Linked DNA regions of Mus musculus: all the other regions are linked to region 4. Evidence: chromatin contacts called from public promoter capture Hi-C data. All regions are on one chromosome and are shown on one strand. Each heading gives the region's core, a stretch centred on a gene start, on an enhancer-like site or on the middle of the called end of the contact. The rest is flanking DNA. Distances are from core to core; before and after follow the strand shown.

Evidence for each region. Promoter capture Hi-C pulls out the DNA fragments that hold promoters and counts their contacts.
Region 1: a contact with region 4 is called in a promoter capture Hi-C map of liver, with 6 times the contacts expected there. The contact joins the promoter of Carf here to the promoter of Fam126b in region 4. A contact is called at or near these places in 2 of 39 promoter capture datasets (liver and pre-B cells) and 1 of 115 datasets of contacts at active chromatin or transcription factors (astrocytes).
Region 2: a promoter capture Hi-C map of pre-B cells shows a contact between it and region 4, with 7 times the contacts expected there. The contact joins the promoter of Tyw5 here to the promoter of Fam126b in region 4. A contact is called at or near these places in 9 of 39 promoter capture datasets (the 3T3-L1 cell line, 3T3-L1-derived adipocytes, the HPC-7 cell line and 5 more), 2 of 484 Hi-C or Micro-C datasets (embryonic stem cells and pre-B cells) and 1 of 9 other capture datasets (adipose tissue).
Region 3: a promoter capture Hi-C map of pre-B cells shows a contact between it and region 4, with 4 times the contacts expected there. The contact joins the promoter of Cyp20a1 here to the promoter of Fam126b in region 4. A contact is called at or near these places in 2 of 39 promoter capture datasets (hippocampal neurons and pre-B cells).
Region 5: a promoter capture Hi-C map of liver shows a contact between it and region 4, with 4 times the contacts expected there. The contact joins the promoter of Fam117b here to the promoter of Fam126b in region 4. A contact is called at or near these places in 4 of 39 promoter capture datasets (hippocampal neurons, liver and pre-B cells).

The regions. Positions count from the first base shown.
Region 1 is chr1:60,096,707-60,101,200 of GRCm38.p6, reverse strand. Carf (calcium response factor) reads right to left here and starts at 2,954. Exons shown (of 16, transcript NM_139150.5): 1 at 2,894-2,954. It overlaps Wdr12 (WD repeat domain 12), which reads left to right and starts at 3,294. Exons shown (of 13, transcript NM_021312.5): 1 at 3,294-3,694. The coding sequence starts at 3,654.
Region 2 is chr1:57,403,797-57,408,524 of GRCm38.p6, reverse strand. Tyw5 (tRNA-yW synthesizing protein 5) reads left to right here and starts at 1,851. Exons shown (of 8, transcript NM_001037742.2): 1 at 1,851-2,141. The coding sequence starts at 2,064. It overlaps Maip1 (matrix AAA peptidase interacting protein 1), which reads right to left and starts at 2,259. Exons shown (of 5, transcript NM_001081181.3): 1 at 1,303-2,259. The coding sequence starts at 1,752.
Region 3 is chr1:60,340,558-60,344,897 of GRCm38.p6, reverse strand. It overlaps Cyp20a1 (cytochrome P450, family 20, subfamily a, polypeptide 1), which reads right to left and starts at 1,598. Exons shown (of 13, transcript NM_030013.3): 1 at 1,441-1,598. The coding sequence starts at 1,512.
Region 4 is chr1:58,583,132-58,587,835 of GRCm38.p6, reverse strand. It overlaps Fam126b (family with sequence similarity 126, member B), which reads left to right and starts at 1,503. Exons shown (of 13, transcript NM_001310598.1): 1 at 1,503-1,624. It overlaps Ndufb3 (NADH:ubiquinone oxidoreductase subunit B3), which reads right to left and starts at 1,439. Exons shown (of 3, transcript NM_025597.3): 1 at 1,166-1,439.
Region 5 is chr1:59,911,396-59,915,546 of GRCm38.p6, reverse strand. Fam117b (family with sequence similarity 117, member B) reads right to left here and starts at 2,541. Exons shown (of 8, transcript NM_001037725.3): 1 at 1,795-2,541. The coding sequence starts at 2,383.

The sequences.
Region 1 (4,494 bases), core at 1,705-4,204, 1.5 Mb before region 4:
CCACCACCATCACCACCACCATCACCACCACCATCCACATCACCACCCAACAACTTCTACAGCTCTTACTCTGCACACATAAACGTTTTTATTTCTTTGCTCTTTGAGAGCTTAAGTATTACTTTTTTAAAAAAGATTTATTTATTTATTATATGTAAGTACACTGTAGCTGTCTTCAGACACACCAGAAGAGGGCGTCAGATCTCGTTACGGATGGTTGTGAGCCACCATGTGGTTGCTGGGATTTGAACTCCGGGCCTTTGGAAGAGCAGTCGGGTGCTCTTACACACTGAGCCATCTCGCCAGCCCTTAAGTATTACTTAATATTCTATTTTACACTGACTCTGAAGTGATTTGATTATCCATTTAATGGTAAGTGGAATACAGTGGTTTTCTGCCCTCTTACCCTTGGGTACAGTCATGAGCCCACATGTATTCCTAAAATCAAGTGAATGTGGTCTCTAAAATATTGTTGTACTGCTGACGTTACTAAACTAGCCTATAGCTTTTCTTTCCAAATTATGAATTTCACCATTTTATTTAAACACTTTTTAACTTCTCTTTGGCACATGTGAATTGCCATTATCACCACTCTTGCACTTACTGTGTCACAGGTCTACAATAATGTCTTAATAACCAAAAGCCTACTACCTACTAATAGGTGAGCAGCACAGAGAGTGGACACTCTCCCTGGACTCATAAATGATTCATACCCCAGGTAGGATGGTGCAAGACATCACGTTACTGAGAAAGACATACAATCTCAAACTCATCAATTATTTCTAGGATTTCCACTTCATATTGGCAGCAGGTAACCAAAACTGAGGAACACAAACCCCATGGATAAAAAGAAACTAGGCTAATTCTCTTAAAATCCCAGAGCGTGGGCCATGATATAGCTAAGCAGCAGACTGTTGGTCTAGGACACACAAAGCCCTGAGATTAATTCCAGAATGTTAGACTCAAGGTTCAAAACAAGCAACAAGCAAGTGTGGTTGGCTGCAGGCAGGTATAATCCCAGTATTCAGGAGGTAGAAATAGGTGAGCCTAGAATTCAAAGCTAATCTGGAGAAACATAGTCAATTGAAATCCATACTGGACTACATAGGGACCCAGTCTCAAACAAAAACATAAAACCTCAAAAACCCAAACCAAACAAATAAAAAAATCCCTAATATCAAAAAACAAATAAACAAACACCAAGAGACTGTTAAGAAAAAGAAATCTTGTTCCAGATAACACTGAGTCTTCATGAGGACCCCAATAAATGAATCCCAGAAGTCTGCAGTTGATATAAGCTAAAATTAAGAGAACCAACACTCTAGCATTAGCTATCTAGGTAACGCCTGCAAGCCATACCAGCTAAGACATGTAAGTGACTATTGAAAAAAGCTCGTCCCAGGTATTCTTAGTCACTTATCTTCCCTTAACTAAATACCTTAGCTAAATAAAAATATATTTTAGTGAATTCAAGATGTGTGCTTTGCAAACTGAACTCTGAGTAATTCCTGTTCTATATCTTCCTAATCATAGTTTTCCACTCGAATTAAGATTTTAAAAATGTACTGTCTTCCAAATGTATTGTTAATCTGTTAAGTCCAAACTAAAGGAAGTTTAAAATGATGTTTTAATTAGTTATATGTTATCAGTAAAAATTCAATAGTTAATTCGTCTGGTAACACTGTTATCAGCAAACCCAATCTGAACAAGGAAATTTTTTTTCCCTGTATTTTGGGCAGAGGTTTTTCTCATTTTATGCCTCCACCTACATCAGTGGTAAAAACTTCTATTGGTAGCTCTTATGAGAAAAATAGTTAACATTTTCTGAGTGCTTCTTATGCGACATTAAATTGTCACAGCTAATCTTAGTGTGGCACAGAGGTTAAGTAACAGGTAGAATCAAATTCAGGCATTCCTGTAATGGGGCATGCAATTCTGTAAAATGAATAAACTGAGAACAGTCATGCTTTTTGGGTCGTTGTCCACTTAACAAATGATTGTTTTCGCCTCCAACTGACTAGATAACTTCTAGTTTTCTACGGATTTAAATTTAATTAGGCGACATATAGAAAACCTCTCACCATATTCACTGGTTCACTCATACCGCTAAGCCAACACATTTTGCAATCCAGTTCTGCCTGACTCTAAATTGCTGTCTCAGAGTAGTGTGTCCCTGTACCCCACCCTACCCCCGGAGGTTTTCAGACGAATGCCTTAAAAAAGTGACTTTGGGATCTTAAGAGTAATAGCCCCCATCTATTCTCCACTCAGGAAAATAACTAGAGTAATAATCGAGACCATTGAGACCGAGACAAGCCTTTGAGTGACATCAAGATTAAAAAAATAATTAATAATTAATAATAATAATAATAATAAAAGAAGCCCGAAAGCAGGGGAGAAGGTGCAGAGGACACTTTTCTAAACGTCAGACTCGGAAAGGAGGGGAGAGGCCCCTCTCGGGCGGGCGCTCCGGCCCAGGACTCGGATGCTCCGTGGCGGTGGTGCGTTCTCGGGCTCCGCACCCTCTGCGGGACAGACACCTCGCCTCCCCCTGCGGCAGCCTGCCTTCTCCCGGCCGCGGGGCCCCTCCCGGGCCCACGGCGAAGGAGCCGCCGTGGAGGCGGACGAGGGCGCAGGGACAGCGCACAGCGGCGTCCGGCGACGGCCGGGGGCGGGGGCCGGCGGTTGCTCCCAGCCCGGGAGGGTCAGGAGGTGACGGGAGGAGGCGGCAGGGGGACGAAGGGAGGTTGGGAGGGAGCGTCCGGTCGCTGGGCACAGACAGCTCTGCCAGGCCTCCGGCTCCCCCAACCCTGCCGCCGCAGCGAGCCCCACAACGCGAGAGGGGAGTCCGCCGTAAGCAGAAGGGAGAAAATTCAAAACGAGACTACTCAACCTCGTCTTGGCTCCGAGGCCGCGCCGTGGAGACCAGCACAATGCGCAGGCGCACCCCTCCTGGAGGCGCAGCGCAGGTCCATCAGATTAGACCCTTCTCAGCCACCGTCGCCCAGTTCCCTTCCGACTCGTTCTCCTTTCCCGAGTTTCCGCTCTGAAGCCAGAGGTAAGAACACATGGTCTCGGCCGAATTTGGCTGTTGGAACAGTGCACACAAGACGAACAGATGGGACCTTTGTCACTCAGAATAAAGAAGCAGGAAGTGTAATATCTGCCCGGAGAAAGGAGTATTAAAAGCAGATATGAGACCCTAAATGCGGTGTGGCAAAATAAATAAAGCCTACAACTCCCAGTGTTCAGAGGGTCTGAAACGCGCTCCCTTCTGGGGTTTGTAGTATCTGAGCGCTGAGTCTAAAGGGTCTGGGTCTAAAGACACGCTTAAAATTTGGCTCAAGCTAGTTATTTTCTTTATTTTCCTAATAGATTACGAATCTAGATAGATAAGAAACAAAAGTCTTAAGGGGACTGGATGCTTTTAGGACTACGCTTGACTAATCGATGTTTCCTAAATCTCGGAATAGGTACTTGATGTGTGCGGGCTGGGCGCTGGTGGAAATCGAACCTCGTGGTATGTTCTGTAGGAACCTGAGGGAGCTAACTGAAGCCTAGCTCCTGCTGCGCTTGCGGCGCAGTCTACCTTAGAGCTGCTTGATTATCAACGCACACATTTTCGTGGAGAAGTCTCGTGTGTATATTCAGCCATGGCACAACTCCAGGCACGTTTCTACAGCGAGAACAAGAAGTAAGTAAGGGTTCCAGCTTCTGTCCCTGTCTTCCAGGAGCCGATCTCGTTTGAAGACTCCTTCGATTTGATCCTTGCTGTTTTGACTGGGGATATACATTAAAGAAGAAACGGACAAGGTTTTAGTAAATCAAAGTTGAAAGAACTTTAATAATTATAATGGCTACAATTAAAAGAATTTATTGCAAATAAGATAAGCTGACTGATAGAAAAAAATAAAAAAGACTTCATTCGCCTTCCCCTTCACGTGCCCCGCACTTCTGCCCTGTCTCATTTGGAAGCGGTGTTCACGTCTTCTTAAATCTCCGTTTTCTACCCACTTTCATGAGCTTTTCATAATTTGACGTGTGTGGAGGACCAGGGCTTCACGTTTGCTTTCTGCATGCTGCACACATCATGTCAGTAATTTGAGAGTTGAACAGGCTTGTCCGTTAACGGTGTCTCGTGGTTTCTGAAAGCACAACTTCATCCCCCCCCCCCCCCCAAACAGACTAGAAACTGGCTATGGAGTTTGTAGAGCTGTTTTTTTAATTAGAATGAAGCCAATTCAGTGTCCGATTTGATTAGGTGTATTTTGTGTGAGTGTGTCCAACTTAGGTTTCTCTTGTTGTGATAAAACACTGACAAAAAGCAATTTGGGGAGGAAAGGGTTACAGTCATCTCAGAGGAGGCCAAGATAGGAGGAACTCCTGGCAGGAACTGAAGCAGAAACCAGAGGTGAGGGGTGGGGGTGGGGGCAAGCTGCATTTGCTCTCCCAATGGCTAGCTAGCTAAGTTTGCTTTTAAAATACAGGGTGGCT
Region 2 (4,728 bases), core at 602-3,101, 1.2 Mb after region 4:
CTCTGAAAGATGTTCTTTAGCCACTGAACCATCTCGCCAGCACACCTGGGTTCATCGTGTCTAAACAAGGATTGGACAAGAGGCCTTTTCAATTTGACGTCATATGATGATTTCCATTCCTGAACTAGTGTAGTTATGTATGGGTGATGGAGCAGACTCATGTGTGGACACTGCAGAGTAAGGAGTAGGATCCCACCATTTTACCCCTCTGTGCACAACTGACACAGAGAACAGACTAGCAAATTCACCCTATCTTCATACTTAGGTAGGCATTATCACTCAAGCTTGCTCACTTTTATTTTTGAGCAAACATATATATTAGCTAAGAGTGGACCCAGGGAGACAGGAGTTAATACTGCCCCAGATTACACGAAGTTGAGAACTCATTTACAACTACATGAGTTGGGTATAAATGGCTAGGAATTGGGGAAAATCTGAATAAGTCAGAAGTAAAATTAAAAATACCAGCATATAGTCAATGTTGTTAAATTATTATCCTGATGGTCTATTCCAGTATGAACTGGAGAATAAACTATGACTTCTACCTTTGTATTAATCAACAGTTTTGAAATGCTAGGGACTGACAACCTAAGAAAATGAAAGGAGATTTAAAAAGTCTTCCTGGAAAGAAAAGCATGTACACACAAACTGTGTCAATGATCTTGAGATTCAAAGTGACCATTGTTAAGGCAACATCACTTGCTATTCAGAAAGGTCACGATGGGCAAAGTCAGAGCTAGGAATCACCAGTGTGCTAGACCTGGACACTAAGTAGACCAGCAGCCTCAGCAAACTCTTATCCTTGACAGAATATATAGGTAGAGAATGCAGAAGGCAATTCAGATCTGTCAAACAGCTGGTAGGAAACTGCCTTTGTACCTGAAATGATATGTTATTACTTTGGCAGTGTTATCTTATTCCTCACCATAACTTACTCCATTCGATTTACTTAACAAATACTTATGAAGTGCCTACTATGTGTGCCAGGCACTGTCTTCTCTAATCTTCTAATTCTGGAAAAATCATACCCAAAGGATTAACTAATTTTAGAGTGGCACTGACAAACAGGCTTTGAACTTAGGCCTTCATCCTAGTTTCTTGAATGAACCCCTCCTCCCTGACGACCATGCGAACACACTTAGAAGCTTATTAAAGTCCTGAAGTGGCCGAAAGATTCAGTGTCTAGGTCACTACCATCGTTGGATACCACGGGTCGCAATGAAGAAACTTCATGGCTAAACACTTGATCACGGAAACGCTGAATGCACGAGGCAGAGAGGTCAGTTAGGGGAGCAAACAAACCTGCTTCGCCCCTTCAGAGAACTCAGCGATACTGAACTCTTTGTCGAAATAGGCCCAAATAAGGAAGGCGTAAATTCGAGTCCGGACCCAGTTGATGGGATTGGAAAATCCCAGAATGATCATTCTGGTTCTCTGGCGTTGCTGGGGCTGCTCCTCGGTGCTGTAGCTGCGGCTGGGACTAGCGGGTAAAGAAGCGAGGGCTGGAGGATGTTCTACCCGGCCGAGAAGGGATCTTCGGGAGCTCCAGGAACGCAACGCAGGGCTTGTCCAGGCCCGAGTGTAGCGAGGGATCGGAGCCGCGCTTGAGCCCAGGCGACGGCGGCACAGGCAGCAAATTTCAGTCAGCGTCAGCCTCACCTCGGTGCTACCGAGAGTCCGGAGTCGGGTGACCGGGCCGGGCAGCGGCCGGGAAAGCAGGGGCAGAGGTAGGAGACGGGCGGCCAGCGCCATGTTTGTGACCTTTCACCTCTGCATGCCTGTGCAGTACTGAAAGCAGGCCGGAGGGAAACCAGCTCGCCGGGGTTGGAGAAGTGGAGCCAAGGCCGCCTCGCTGCCGCCGCCTCGGGTGAGTCCTCTCATTTCGGCTGTGTTAGCCCTCAGCCCAGGCCGAAGCCCTCGGGCTCCCCGCCGTGCGCACTTCGAACCAGCCGCCGCCCTCTGGGGTCAGTCACCTACGCGGACCATTTCTTCCGGAGTAGTGTTTCCAGGGGAAATCACGCGTGGAAGAACTCGTCCAAATTCCCAGGCCTGTGAATTTCACCATGGCTGAGCAGCGTCTTCCGGTACCCCGGCTGCGGGGCGTCTCCCGGGAGCAGTTCATGGAGCATCTTTATCCACAGGTGAGGAGGCCCGCCGCGGAAAGGCAGGGGAGACACCCCGGTACCTTCTGGCGGCCCATCTGCTCTCCTGCAACCCAGAGATTGTTCGGGGGAAGAGAAGGCGCTCTGCTGTCAAGGGAGTGAGCGGAAGGGACCTGTAGCCCTGCTCGGGAATTCAAAGCCCCGGAGAGAAACGGCCCCACATTTTTGGGGAGCAGGATGACCGGAGAAAGCTGGGTGGCACGAAGCTCACTGAGAGGTCGCGCGTGTGGCTTTCTGACCTCACGTGCTCCCTTTCTATGGAGTTTTTCCTAAAGTCTAGTTCAGGATCCCTCGCCCTTCTCTTGCTTGGTCCTAACAGCCCCTGGAGTATTTCGAGATATTAGATTTTTGAAACTCGATATTTCAGTCTAATGAAGGATTGCAACAGGGAAACCAATGGAAATCGTCTCGTAGGTTTCCTCTGGTACAAGTCATTCCTTGATTTAAGCCAGAATCATAATTAAGGATTAAGCCCTTTAGTTTTGTTTTGTTGTTTTGTTTTTTCCGAGACAGGGTTTCACTGTATAGCTCTTGCTGTCCTGGAACTCACTCTGTAGACAAGGCTGGCCTCGAACTCATAAATCCGCCTGCCTCAGCCTCCGAAGTGCTGAGACTAAAGGCGTGCGCCACCACCGCCCGGCTCCCTTTAGTTTTTAAAGAAAGAAGTAGCAGAAAGCAGTTAGATTTAAGAAAAGAAAATAAGTTTGCTCTCAGGACTTTTCAAGAAAGTCCAAGTATCAGAATAACAGAGTAAGGATTCTGGCGATTATTCTAAGGGAAAAAGTCTCTGAAGTATATTAGTGGTAGTAAGATAGGATCTGTAGCTACAGCTACGCTATGCTGCTGGAGCAGCCTGAAGTGTTCCTTTGAGAAGACAGGATTACTGATGACCCTAGAAGAATTTCTAATTGAGTCAATATAAGGCAGAGTTTAAGTTTACTAAGAAGTTGTAGTTCATGTTTCAAGAGAGATGCTTTGGGCTAATACTATAGTTTGATCAGGTAAAACCATGGTTCACTAACATTGCACAAGGAGGTTAAGATGTGTCTTTTTTTACAGGTCAGTGGTGGCACATGCTTTTAATCCCAACATTCAGGAGGCAGAGGCAGGCAGATCTCTGAGTTCCAGGCCAACCTGATCTACAGAGCAAGTCCCAGGACAGCCAGGGCTTCATGGAGAAATCTTGTCTCAAAAACAAACAAAGAAGAAACAAAACCAAAAAAACCCCCAAAATATAAAAAGACAAGTCTTTTACTGCTGGTGGAGCTTTAATCTTGCTCATGAGAATCCTAGAAAATAACTATCTTACAGGAAAGGTGATAAGCCGTACCTGGTCATATGCGTTTTGGCCTTAGACATGATTTGTTACTATTATAATATTCTTACTTATAAAAAGAAATACCTCCATGTAGGCCACCTCCCAGCAAGATTTTTTAATTGTGCTGGAATTATTATTATTATGGAGACAGGGTATCTCTGTGTAGCCCTACTTGCCCTGGTATTCTGATCTGTAGATCAGGCTGTCTCAAGCTCACAGAGACCCACCTGCCTCCCTAGTGCTGGGATTAAAGGTATGTGCCATTACATCCTGACTAGTTGTGCTGAATTCTTACCTCTCAGCTGGTGAGAGACTTTAGACTGCAGGGTGAGGACCTTTCTATCCCATGTCCTTAAATTTCCCTGTCTTCCTACCTCACCTCAGTTGCTGTAAGTCTGCTAGAAGTGGAACAAAGCAAATCAACAAAAAAAAACAGTTTTTCATCAGTAGTCATGTCATTCATTCCTGTACTGAGATAACTAATTCTTGACCACATATGTTGCCCATCGTTAAGAAGCTTTGATAATTCGCCCTTGGTGAGGGTGTATTGACATAGCAGCCAACTGGTTTATACCAAGTGATTTAACTCTTGATATGGCTTACAAACTACATGTTTACTTTATAACAGAGCGATTTTTAATTCAGTGACAGTTCCATACAGAAAATAATGAATTTTGCTCATTTTCACTCCTATCACTCAGTCTCACCCCACCCTCTCCTATTGCACTCCTTGTCAACAGACCTCTCTCCTACTTACGTGTGTGTCACTGGGCTTATAGCAATTTCATATTTATTTATTTGGTTCTTTTTTTTTTTAAAGATTTATTTATTTTTATGTACATGAGTACACTGTATCTGTCTTCAGACACACCAGAAGAGAGCATCCAATCCCATTATTACAAATGGTTGTGAGCCACCATGTGGTTGCTGGGAATAGAACTCAGGACCTCTGGAAGAGCAGTCAGTGCTCTTAACCACTGAGCCATCTCTCTAGCCCAGCAATTTTGTATTTAAGAATTTATGCAGAGATTTCTCTAAATATATGACAGTATCTATAGGATTCTATTATACTAGTAGTTATTAGAAGTAAACTATGGGCTGGTGAGATGGCTCAGGGGGTAAGAGCACCCGACTGCTCTTCCAAAGGTTCGAAGTTCAAATCCCAGCAACCACATGGTGGCTCACAACCACCTGTAACAGAGATCTGATGCCCTCTTCTGGTGCATCTGAAGACAGCTACAGTGTACT
Region 3 (4,340 bases), core at 349-2,848, 1.8 Mb before region 4:
GACACTGGGGTTCAAGCACACACCATCTCTCACCAAAATGACAGCAGTTATCTTTCCGCCTACTCTCTCTAACCCCACCCTTGCCTCAGCCCCATAATTACAGTCCGTTCTTAACACAGTAGCGGGACGACTATCAGAAAACTTTACTAATAATATTAGGATTGTTCTGAAGTGGGGTCTCACAACATTCATTGCCCAAGATGGCTTCAAGCTTACAATCCTCCCACCAGAGCTCCCAGAGTGTCTGGGAATTAGACACGGCCAGCCTGCAAATTAAAGTTCTCCTTTAAAGCTGAAAATCCCTTGATTCCAAGATTTGCATTTTTTAAAAGGAATGAATTGAAGACATTTTTTTGCCACATATATTTTTAATTTTTTTTCTAGTATACAAATTTTAAAATTTAAGACAAGGGCTCATGTGATCCAGACTGGCCTAGAACTCAGGTCCATTTTGGAAGAAACCCTTGAACTCTCCTGCCTCCACCATCCAAGTGCTATGATTACAGGCCCAACACAGCATTCCCAGTTTTCCTTTAAACTAAAATAGCCACTTATCCATTGAAATCCTCCAGTAGAACGCAGACTTAAAAGTCCTTTGAATAGCTTTTCAGCCATTTACACCCATCTGTCTTCCCGGTCTGGTTTTACATTCGCTCCAGTTGGCTAGGACACAGTCCTCTTATTCTTGAAAGGCCTGAGCTCTCAACTTCTTCATATCAGTGTTTTGTTTCTCAGGAGTTCAGGTATGTGGTTTCTATATTAGTCTAATCAACCACTAACTCAGAACAGGACACTTCTAAGGGGCATCTCCATCACCATTCATCTACCCGGGGCTGTTCACTACCTTTCCACTTTTCCATAAATCCACCACACTTTGTACATACATATTCTTTTAAAGACAGGGTTTGATGTAGTCCAGGGTGAGCTTTGAGCTCCCACCCCATCCTCCTCACCCCGGGCTGGGATTACAGATGTATGCAACGCCCAGCTTTATACAATACACTTTAAGGAAGTTCCTTAACAGTAACTCCGGAGTTTTGAGAGGTTCCCCTCTGAAAAGGACAGGTGGACAAAGTTTGGGTTGGGGAGCTCAGCTCGCCCATTCCAACAACGGTGCCGGGGCATATGCAGGGGGATGCTAGGAAAAGATGGAAGGAGTTTCTCCCCTGATGTAGAAGCAAATGGGATTGGGGCTCGAAGAAGTCAATGTCTCCAAAGTCACCCAAGGTAATGAATTGATCGCCACCTCCCAAAACCCGTCCGGGACAGGGAGAATGAGGGACCCGCCCAGGACCACAGCTCAGCGACCACAGCACTCATGCGCACGGGGAACGCACGCCGGGGCGGAGCCACGTGGCTCTTCCGCAAGCGCTCCCGGCCGACCGCCCGCCCAGGTCCTCGCGGCGCAGGCGCACCCCCGAAACCCGAGTTGGGAGTTACCGGGTAGAGGTACAGCACCGCTCCCACCAGCGCCAGCAGGAACGTCACGGCGAAGATGGCGAAGTCCAGCATGCTTCCTCTCGCCCGCCCGCGCGGTCCTCGGCCGTGAGCTCCGTGGTGGCGCCCGCAGCTGGGGAGGGAGGTGGCCTCAGGCGGTCGGCGAATAGGAGCCGCGGTCGCCCCGCCACGCCCGTGCTGGGCGTCACCCTTGGTCTGCTGGCGACTCACAGGCCACAAGGAAACCTCCAGGCCCGGGTCCCACCCTGGCCTGGCTAGAATCAAGCTGCGTGCGACACCAGTCCGCTTGCACAAAGTAGACTTAAGTACATTTAAGTAGGACTCACAACCGAAGCCAGTCTCACCTGGACACCTGCATGCATGGCTGAAGAGCTAGGCACCGTTAGATGCTCCTTATTGCTCAAAAGCGCTCCAGTGAACGTGGCTGGTTTCTGTGTTTTGACAGGATCTGACTATGTATCCCTGTCTAGATTGGAACTATGTAGACCAGGCTGGCCTCTGACTAATAGATGCCTTCCTGGTGCTGGAATTAAAGGCGTTAGCCACGGTAGCAGACATTGGGTAGGATTTCTGGCCACGGTGGCAGACAGTGGGTAGGATTTCTGTTACTGATAATTTGCAATAAATTCCTTGAATTTAGCAAGCTCCATTTTCTTCTATGGAAAACTGAAAACCAGAGGCTGGGGAGGTAGATTGCTTTTCTAGTACAAAGTTCTGGCTTCAGTCCCCAGCACCACATAAACCTGGCTGGTTGGCACACATTTGTAATCCCAGCGTCAGAAGGTGGAGGCAAGAAAATCAAGTGTTTAGTCATTTCCAACTACATAACCAATTCCTAGGTTACCTGAGCTCCTGCCTCATTAAATCAAAATCAATTCATTCAAAATAATACCATATAGAGTAGCCAGTGGAGGGTACTATTGGGCGTTCTAGGAAGCACTGAGCACTGGCAAAGCAATGTTGTGTGCTTATGTTTTTCAAACATTGCTTGGTCAGAGCATTACTGTAATTTGAGATCCTTCTGTTCTATCCAACTCAGAAATTTTAACATGGGTTAGTATAAGGTAAAGCCTGATACTTATTGGCACTACATTTAGTGAAAGCATCCTAAAACAATTTATAGATTTTATAGCTTGAATATCAAATTTTCTTGATACCGTTTGGCATGTCATTTGGAATTGCAGTTAGAGCTCCTGTAATGACTACTGCTTAAGAAGGAATCATACCTCACTGAAAACATGCCATATCTTTTTGAAGCTGTAACAATACTTCCACTCAAGATTTCGTCGATTGGAAATCACATTTTTTCCTGTCTTGGGACAAAGCTGTCTACATTGCTCAAGTTGGCCTCAAACGTTTGATTTTGTCTTAGTTTACAAGTCGCTAAAATTTTAGGCATGGGCCACCTCACACAGCAAGAGCTGTGCTTTTAACTCTGAATGTATTTCAAACTGCCCTGAGTGTTTCAAGGGTTTGTTTTTTAAATCGGTTTTAAAGACATTTCTCATCAAAATGATGGCCCACATCAACAGCAGATAAAAATTTGAAATATACAGTGTAGCTACATAACATTAATGATTTACTTATTCTATGTATATGAGTGCTTTATTTGCATGTACACCTGCATGTCAGAAGAAGCCGTCAGATTTCATTACAGATGGTTGTGAGCCACCATGTGGTTGCTGGGAATTGAACTCTGGACTGCAGGAAGAGCAGCTAGTTTAGTGCTCTTAACCACTGAGCCATCTCTCCAGCACCATAGCTATATAACTTTAGGTACCACTTTCTCAAGGTATCTGGTCCTCAACCTTCCCAGTCCCAAATCAAAATCATGCCTGGTACCTGCCTGGTACTGCTCCAGCACTGAGTCCCCCCCCCCACCCCCACCCCCCAACCTGGGTTTTTTAGTCCTAAGTTAGCTCTCAGCCTGGCACCCTCTGGACTTTTCAGTACCCACAGAGGCAGGCCCCAGTGTTTCAGAAATGGAGTCTAAAACTAGACATGAGGATAAGTGTAGATCAGCAGCGGAGCCTTGCTTAGCCTTGGTTCTGGGACTTCTTCTTTCCTAGCTCCACAGAACACCAGAGACAAATAGACAGCAACCAATCTACCTCTTCTTTCTTTAAACTTTAAAAGTAATTTAATAACTATATATAGTGTACATTCACATGTTTTTATATTTAATACCCAAAATTTTTGTCTTGACTTCAACAGGTTAAACTTTTGACACTGTAAATATTCACATATTACAAAGTGTTGCTTCGGGGCTGGTGAGATGGCTCAGAGGTTAAGAGCACAGACTGCTCTTCTTAGGTCTTGAGCTCAAATCCCAGCAACCACATGGTGGCTCACAACCATCCCTAACAAGATCTGACGCCCTCTTCTGGAGTGACTTAAGACAGCTACAACGTACTCACATATAATAAAATAAAATAAATCTTTAAAAAAAAAAAAGGAAAAGAAAGTGTTGCTTCTTTTACAAAAATATAATTTAAATGTAATTCATATTGTAAGCATGTCAGAATCAGAAACACATATGGACAAGTCTATATCTTTATTTACACAGTGCCAGAATTTGTTGAATAACAATAAACTCACAAGCTTTGTTGGATTCCTTGGTTACAATTTACCAACTAGGACTTCTCTTGATAGCTGGCCATTGGCAATCATAGGTCCTTTTACTCCAGTTGTGTGTGTCTGTGTGTGTTTGTGTGTGATGTGTGAGAGTGTACATGTGCACACAAGAATGGTGAACATGCAGAGATCAAAGGACGGTTTTTAAGAATCAGTTCTCTCCTTCCACCATGAGTTCTGGGGGCTGAACTCAAGACATCAGACTTGTATCACAAGTACTCTTACCCTGCTAAGCTCTCTCTCCGGCA
Region 4 (4,704 bases), core at 254-2,753:
TTTTCCAAATAAAGCACACATTACTGTATCACTGGGGTATGAGCCACCCCTATCTTACAAGAATATTGTTTATTTACTTGAGACAGTCTCACAAAGCTCAGTCTCACCTCAAACTTGGTATGTAGCCAGGGAAACTTTGAACTCTTACTCCTTCTGTCTCTGTCTCCCAACTGCCAGGAGTACAAGCCTGTGCATCATGCTGGGCTCCTATTTTTAAGAGTATTTCTTTAAAGTCATGTGTGGTGTGTGTGTGTGTGTGGATGTTCATGCAGAGGTCAGAGGGCAACCTAATCCAACTGGTTCTCTCCTCTTCCACAGAATGAGCGAGTTCTACTGCACTGAGGGCTCAACAACAGGAAATTATTTCACCTTTAGAACTGTCCGTTTAAGAACAGAAAAAAAAAAGGATTCAACCATGAATGAACACATAATTATGGAAAATTTAAATGCTATCTGCCTATGTCAGAAGTGAACTCAAAAGTTTGGTGATGATCAACCTTCACTAACGATGGCTTGTTCTATCTAGCACTGGGGAAATGTTGACTTGCTTTCCCTAAGGAAGAAGAATGTTACATCCATTACATATAATTTTACAGTTTATCAGGGATTTTCAAGGGTGTATCTCAAATTTCCCTCATTTAAAAACTGAGATGACCATTAAAATATGGGAAAATACAAATGAACTGCTATTACTTTAGTATCCAATCCTTAATCCTAGGATTATGCAGTAGTCTTGATTTTGTGACTTGCTCTTTTTCACTTAAGCACTGTGTCGTAAACACTTATATTTGGGAAACCGTACTTAAAATACAAGCTTGTGAAGCAACCGTTGCAATTATTTCTTCTAGTTTTAAGTATTTTCGGGTCTGAGCTGTTCTTTACCCTATTCAAATACAACCCAAAAAGCCAGGAGGCGAGGAGTACATTGCATCTGGTAGCGGCGGTTTAAAACATCTCTGGGATTTAACAACCATCGTAATTCTCAAGACATCCTTCATCCGCCTCAACACAGCCCAGCAAGAACCTTGCAGCGGCGCTCCCTAGCTAGATCCCGGATCTTCTCCCGGTCTTATCGGATCCCTTCAGCCCTCTCCACTTCTGCATTCCCTGGATAAAGTTTAGATTATGCGTAATCCAGAAGTCTCCCACCAGCTCCCTAAATTACCTGACAGCAATCTGACCTCCCGGGACACTCAATATTCAACCTTACAGCCGGAGACAACCGGAAACGGACGTTGTTTCCTCTAGTTTCTTACGACAGGAAAATGGGGGAGATGGTAAACGTTCCGGTACTGGCGCAAGGCTCCCAGACAACGTAGAGATGACATGAAGGAGCCTGGAAGTAGAGATTATTTCCCACACTTTGCAGCTGGAGTCTGCTTGAGGTAGAAGATATTGAGGAGAAGGACGATAAAGCCGTGTTTGTCTTGCTCCAGGACGGAATCTTTAGGCGGAGCACCGAGAGGCGGGCCAAAGTCATAGCGCAGCCAATGAGAGCGGTTGTTATTAAGCGCGTGGGCCCACTCAATGAGAAGGCTGGTTGTTATGCTGCAGTTGGCAGGCTGCTGCGGGAGGCGGTGGCGGTGGCGGTGGCGGTAGGAAGCCTGAGGCTGCGGGGTGACAGGTAGGCGGCGGTGCTGTCTTGGGGGGGTTGCGGGGGGGGGGGCGCACGGTGCCGGGTGAAGAGGAATTTCTCCTCCGGCTTCGGACGCCGTAGTCGGGAGCTGACGAAGGTGAAGTGGGAAGGCAGCAGGACTGTTGGATCCGAAGCCCTGCAGACCTGGGAGCAAGCTCGGGAGGGTCGTGAGGAGAAGGCGTCTGCCGAGGCGGCTTGGGGATGAGTGTTGTGGGGCAACTTGGGGCCCTAGCAAGGGCGTTAGGGTGTCGGTGGCGCGGGCTGAGGCGGGAAGGAGGCGGGAGCAAGACACAGGTAGTGAGGGCTGAAGGGATGTCTTGCAAGAAGCCTCAGGTAAGAGAAGGACGTGGTATTGCAGACACCTGCGTGAAATCCTAGGTGTTCTTAGGGCCGTTTGCTGGGATGGGGAGAGGTGCGGAGAAGAAAGATATTTATTGGTGGTCAGCTCTAGAAATTGGTGGTTGTACATTATGTAACCCATGGCAGTTATTTTTCCAAGTAACTCGACTGACCCTGGTAGAAGAAGAGCTCTGCAACCCATTGATGTATCTGAGCACTTTGTTCTTGTTGGCTCCAGCGTTCTCTCTACCGAGGCAGGGTCTGTAGGAGGAGGACAGCGTGAAGGCAAGAGTAGTCACGAAGCGCTTATCCCAAATATGGACTTTGGTTGCGAGACAACACGATGTTAGCTTTAGAGGAATGTTGTCAGATTCGTGTTTTGTAGTACAGGAATTTGCTTTGCGGCTTTAACCTTCAGAAAAGTGGAGAGCCTTTTAAATCTATAGACGAAGATAAATGTAGATTAGAAAATGAACAGTAAATTGGTAGACAACTCGCCCCCAGTGTTAAGGACTGTGAAAATAAGTTGGGAATCTTAGCAGAGGAGTGTCAACTTTTAAGTGATTTCCCTTGTTAAGTCTAGGAAGCTAGTTGTGAGTTATGCCTTAGGCTTAAAAAAATAAGTTCGTTGAATGTCATGGACATAGATAAAATTTATGTACAAATTTAAAACTATTTTGTTTTGAAAAGTCTTTTAAATCCACGGTTTGAATGGTGAAATACAGTCCTAAACAAATCCCTGTCGGCGAATATTGTGGAAGGGCACTTTTATAACTCATTGGAAAAATATCTTTAAAAAGTAGCACTATAAATTATTAAAATGTAAGAGGCCTGAGATGCTGCCGTCAAGTTAGACGATGAGGACAAATGTATCCAGGAAGTATATTGTCTTTCTGGGCTTGTTATTTAACTACATGTTAGAAAAACTTTCTAAGATGTAATCTTTTTCTACTATTGATCATTTATACATAAATATTTATACATATACATAACATAAACATACATATACATAAACATTTATGCATATACATATAAAGCTAGAATTTTTCTCTCAAAATATTGTTTGAGTAGAAATGGGTCATTAGTATTTGTTTTGAAATGTCCAGCACACTGAGGTATTTGTCAGTGCTTTAAATAAAAAAATTTAAATGATACTGGTGTTTTATTGCTTGTCTTTTATCTTTTTACAAGAATAATGGTATTTTGGTCACAAAGAAAGCTTACATTTTGCTTTAGGTGAAATTCTATAGTGCTTTACATACAAAAAATACGGTGTTTACATATTGAAAACAAATATTTGCCTTTAGGTAGTTTGATTTAAGAGAGAGCATGTGTGTTTCTGTGTCTCTCTTATGTAACCAGCCCACTCTGTTTGAGAGAACTAATGGTTGATTTTCAGTGGCCAGTAGGTGTCATTGTAGAATGCCATAAATTGAACACTTGAGTAGGGAATTACCAAAGAGTTTAAAAAACAGTCCCAAATTGGCTTCTAATAGGATCTGGATGATTATTTATAAATCATAGAGATTCTGTCTTTTGAAAGATTTCAGTGTCAAAACTATTTGTAAGTGATTTGACACACTAATTGTAAGGAAATATTTTTGCTTGTTTCAAAATGGTTCTTGAATGTTTTGCTTCTTAATATAATCTTTAATCAATCTCTCTCTCTCTCCCCCTCCCCTCCCCTCCCCTCCCCCCCCTCCTCCCCCCTCCTCTTTCTCTCCAGACAGTCACTATGTAGAGTGGGCTGTCCTTGAATTCATAGATATCCACGCACCTTGCCTCCTGAGTACTGGTGCACCACCACAGCCAGTCCTTAAAGTCTTTCTTAATAGCTAGTATTGATTTGTTTCACTGCTGGTAGTTCACAATTTTTACTTCTTATTGTAATATATTAAGGTCTAGAATGATTTTCAGTCTGACTGAGCTTTATTATAGAAAAAAAAGTACTACATAGTTAAAGTTAACTGCTTTCCATGAAACATTTTTTTTAAATGATATGGGCAGAAACCTCAACCAAGTTGTACTGTCAACAAAAATAATATTTTGTTGTTCTTTTAATGCCAGAACAGATTGTGTGTGTGTGTGTGTGTGTGCGTGCTTCATTGCTTGTTGCTTTTCCCCGCCTCCGGAATATTTTCCCCTATATATTTCTGTAGACTATATACTTTTCTCACTATAGGAACTGAATATTTCTTAGTGTCTAAAATGTAGTATAGTGGATTCCAGTGAGGGCTGGCACAGAAATCTATGAAGGTGGTTTACACCTACTGTAATGGAGCTCATTGCTGCCACAGTCTTCTGATGAGCTTGTCCTTTTTCTAGGTCTGTTCCTTATGCTTGCCATAATATAATTGTTTTTAAAAGGAGGGGGCTTTGAGGGGTTAGGGAGATGGCTTAGCAGGTATAGCACCTGCTATGCAAGAATTTGGATCCCCAGGACCAACATATATGCCAGATGGGCATTGATGGCCATTCCATAATCCCAGCACTTAGCGAGGCAGAGTTGGGGACCCACCGGTGCAAGCTGACGAGTTGGCCTAGTCACATTGGCAAGCTTTGGATTCAGCTGAACATACCTCAGTGTATATAAAAGTGCAGAGTGCATGAGGAAGACACCGAATCAACCTCTGGCCTTTATATAATATACACCTGCACATATGTTCACCCCTACACAGCAGCCACACCACGTGCACACAACCACACATGCACACTACTGATGAAAGAGT
Region 5 (4,151 bases), core at 1,292-3,791, 1.3 Mb before region 4:
AATCAAAAAGGGGCGCAGTAATTACAATGTCTCTTTCTAGATTTGGCCATATAAAACATGGAATGATTTAATCATAGCAGTCTATGCTACTGAAAACACTTCCCCCACTTTGTATGGACCTAACTAACGTGAAACAAGAATATATTCCAAAAAGAAGACATCAGACATCGGCCAGTGGTGGCCCTTTAATCCCAGCACTTGGGAGGCAGAGGCAGGCGGATTTCTGAGTTCGAGGCCAGCCTGGTCTACAGAGTGAGTTCCAGGACAGCCAGCAGGGCTATACAGAGAAACCCCAGTCTTGAAAAAAGAAAAAAAAGCCATCAGACATTTACACTTGAGTAAGACTGAGAGACCTACCAACAAGCAGTATCCCTCACACCTAGTTTAAGAGTAACTACTCCGTTTTTTTCTGGTTTTGGAGGGTGGGGAGTGGGGGAGGGGGTGCCTTTGGAAAATATGAATGAGCACACAAGGAGCCCAATGTCCCCGGAAATAAAGCCTCCTTCACATTTGACTGTTTACCCTAATCAAGTTCTCCTCAGGGTGTGTTGCAAATCAACTCTTTAAAATTCTGTTATCAGATTGAGGGGCCCAGTCTCCTTCCTTGTCTACTGCCCACTTAAGCAGCTCATCTACCAGACACCAGATGCACTATCCTAGCTCCAGAAACTCAATGGCAAACTGCAGAAATCTTGTCCAGCATGCATGTAATTTTGGTGTGCAATGTATCTCTCAGACGTTCTCTTATACATTAGAAGTTGCTCCCTTGATCTAATTTGAAGACTTGTTCTCTGTGGCATACAAGCAGAGTCAAAGCTCACCTGTCACCACTTGTTCTTAACCCATCTAAAGGAAAATATGAAAGCTAAAATGAGGTCGTGTATGAAAACCACTTGCCCATTATTGAAGGGAGGGAATCCTCTTAACATCTTTTAAAAGCATTTTGTAGCCTGGCAAAGTAGCATGCTTTTGACTCCAGCACTCAGAAGGCAGAGGCAGTTGGTGAGGCTAACCTATCTACATGGTGAGTTACAGACCAGATGAGGCTACAGGGAGCCTGTTTCAAAACGCAAACAAAAAATAAAAAATAAACATAAAAAACCAAAGCAAAACAAAATGGGCAGGCCTTTAATCCCAGCACTAGGAAGGCAGAGGCAGGCAGATCAAGGCCAGCCTGGTCTACACTGCAAGTTCCAGGTCAGCCAGCGGTAGTGAGAGTGTTGGGGGGGGGGGGGTGCGGGAAGCAAAGAATAAGTCTAAGAGAAATAAAACCAGTATCTCAGAAACACACTCAGACCCTCAGGCTAGCTATCTACCATTTACGTATATGTGTAAACACATACATAGACCTATGCACACACCCCAAAGCAATCTTGCTTAACTTCTCCCTTCTTGCTACTCATTAAGTCTTACGAAATGCAAAAACTGCTCCCAGCTTCACAACTCTTCAATGATCCAAATCCGCCTTTGCTGATGCATTCAGTCCTCCAGATCCGAAACTGTTTTGTGGAACAGAAACACTAAGCAGCACACAAGTGCTATTTGCAAGCATTAACCGCGTCACCAAAAGTGACAGGACCAGCCCCAGCAGTAGCGACGCAAGGCCAAACCCCAGGGTTTATGATTTCCACAAATTGAGCCCAGGCCCAAGGTTAGCGGCCGCACCTCCACGGCGGAGACCCGCACGGGCAAGACGCAGGGGTGGCGGACCGCACGCCCCGCCCCGCCCCGCCCCGCCCCACCGGAGCGCTGCAGTCCCCACTCGGCGGCACAGGACCCCTGTCCTCCACGTACCTGCTTTGCACACCGGGGCGCTGGGGCTCCTCTTCTCCGCCGAGGGTCGGCCCTGCTCTGGGGACCTCCTCCGGTGGCGGACGCGGGCGGAGGGTGGGGCCGCAATCACCTCGCTCGGCCACAGGTGGGTGGGCGACGAACTGGGCGACGACACGGTGCCCAGCAGGGGCGGTGGCGGCTGCGGGCGCGGAGGACTGCTTCGGGCCCCAGGCGCCGTGCCGCGCGTGGGGCTGGTACCGCGCGTGGACGTCACGGACGCTCCCGTCTGCGTGGCCACCGTGGGGCTGGTACGCGCCGCCGCGCTGCCGCCGCCGCCGCGCGTGGGGCTGGTGCTGCGTGAGGCGGTGCGCGGGCCGCCACTGCCGCCGCCGCCCGAGGGGCCTGAGGCGCCTCCGTTGCCTCCGTTGTTGCCGCCGCCGCCGCCGCCCCGCGTGGGGCTGCCATGTTGCTGCTGCTGCTTCAGCTGGAACGGCACCGTCGCCCTCATGGGCTGCAGGCGGCTCCCAGGGCCCCCGGGCGGGCCGACCGCGCCACCCGCGAGGGCGCCGGCGGGCGTGGGAGACCCATTGCGCCTCACCCGCTGGGACATGGTCCCCCCGCCCCAGAGACGGCGGCCGGGGGTGCTGGGCGGCGGGGACCGGCTGCTCGGGGCCCGAGGGAAGGCCTGAGCCAGCGGGTGACGTAGCCTGACTTCAGGACCAGGGGGCGCGCGGGCAGCGACGGGCACCGACGAGGTGATGCAGCCGCCGCCGCGGCTCCTCATCAACAATAGTGTCTCCTCCGTTGTCCCCGCCCCCTGCCGCCGCTCATTGGTGTAGCGTCAGCGCGCTCGAGCCACTCGGCCTCGCTGATTGGCTGCGCGCATCTCGGCTCCCGAGGCTGCTTCTGCTCTTTAAAGAGAAAGAGGCCCGCCCCCGAGGGGTCGGGCGGCGGAGGAAACCGGCCGTGGCAGGAGGAGGGGTGCGGAGGGAACGCTTGTGGCTTGTGTAGAGGGATGCGGGGGTGGGGGGTGAGGGGGGGTTGCGTGCGTGTGCGGACGTGTGTGCGTGCGTGTGTGTGTGTGTACACGTGCGTGTACGTGTAGGCGCGCGCCCGGCCACGCGCGTCCCTGTTTCCCGCTGGAGGGAGCCCCTGGGACTCCGGGAATTTGGCCAAAGGGACGGACTGTACGGGACCACGGTGTCCCCGGGGATGGTCTGAACCGACTCTTTCCCTCTGAAACTCATTTCCTTACAGCAGTGGTGTCTGTAAGTTAACACGTACGCACATCTCTTTGGAGACTCCCCTCACCCCCGCCCCCCAATCTTTTTGTTCTGCCCTAATTCCATCTACCTATGAGCAGGGCTCTAAAATAAAAGAACTTTAATTCTAGGGTATTTTATATCTTTCTTCTCTTTTCTTTTTGGCGCTACAAAGATTCAAATATCAGAACGATTATATTTGCAGGTTAGAATGCAACTTTAGATGGTATCTGTGAAGTTCAGTTATCGAGTAGTGTTGCTACTAGCCCCCACCCTTATAGATCTCAAGTAATAAAGAATTTATTTAATCAGTTACTTTACAGTTCCCTTATACCTTAGAAAGATGCAAGTTTATAAAGTGCTGTGGCCTCCACTTGCTCCTCTCTATTTGAGACAGAACTGGGTGCACCACCCATATTTATTTATTTATTTATTTATTTATTTATTTATTTATTACATTTATGTATCTGGTTTGTGAATAAGCATGTGCATGCATGTAGAGGTCAAAGGACAGCCTGTTCTTTTCTAACATGTCTGTGCAGGGAATCAGACTCATGCATCAGACTGAGCCGTTTCATTGGCCCACCATTCATAGTTTAGTCTGGTGGAGAAAATAAGTCTCCATGGCTTTCATAAGAACTCTCTGAAAGGCAAGAAATTCTAAAGTAATCATAATACGCGGGTTCCTCTTCAATTAAAAAGTCGACATGCAGACTGCACGTGGCATCCTTAATCCCTTTATGGCTTTAATAGCTATACATTCTAAAAAGATCCCTTAACCAAGGCGTGGTGGTTCTGGTAACAGGTTCTAGGCCTCAAGCCCTATTGGGTTCCTGTAGAAAGCTGTTAGATAGGTTCCTAGGGTCCTGGAGACAGTCAGATCCCCCACATAGCCTGTGATCTCAGGTATGTCCATAAACAAGTTTCTTATTTGTAAGGTGCAGCTAAGCAATACCATCTGCTACAGACAGTTCTAAATATTAACCAAGGATTTGATGAGAAGAGGCTGTGCAGGAAGTTCTCAGAACTCCTTTTCTAGCAGTCTCTCTCCATTCATTCATTCATTCATTCATTCATCATTGTACATATATGTGTGCATCCCAACAGACAAAACCT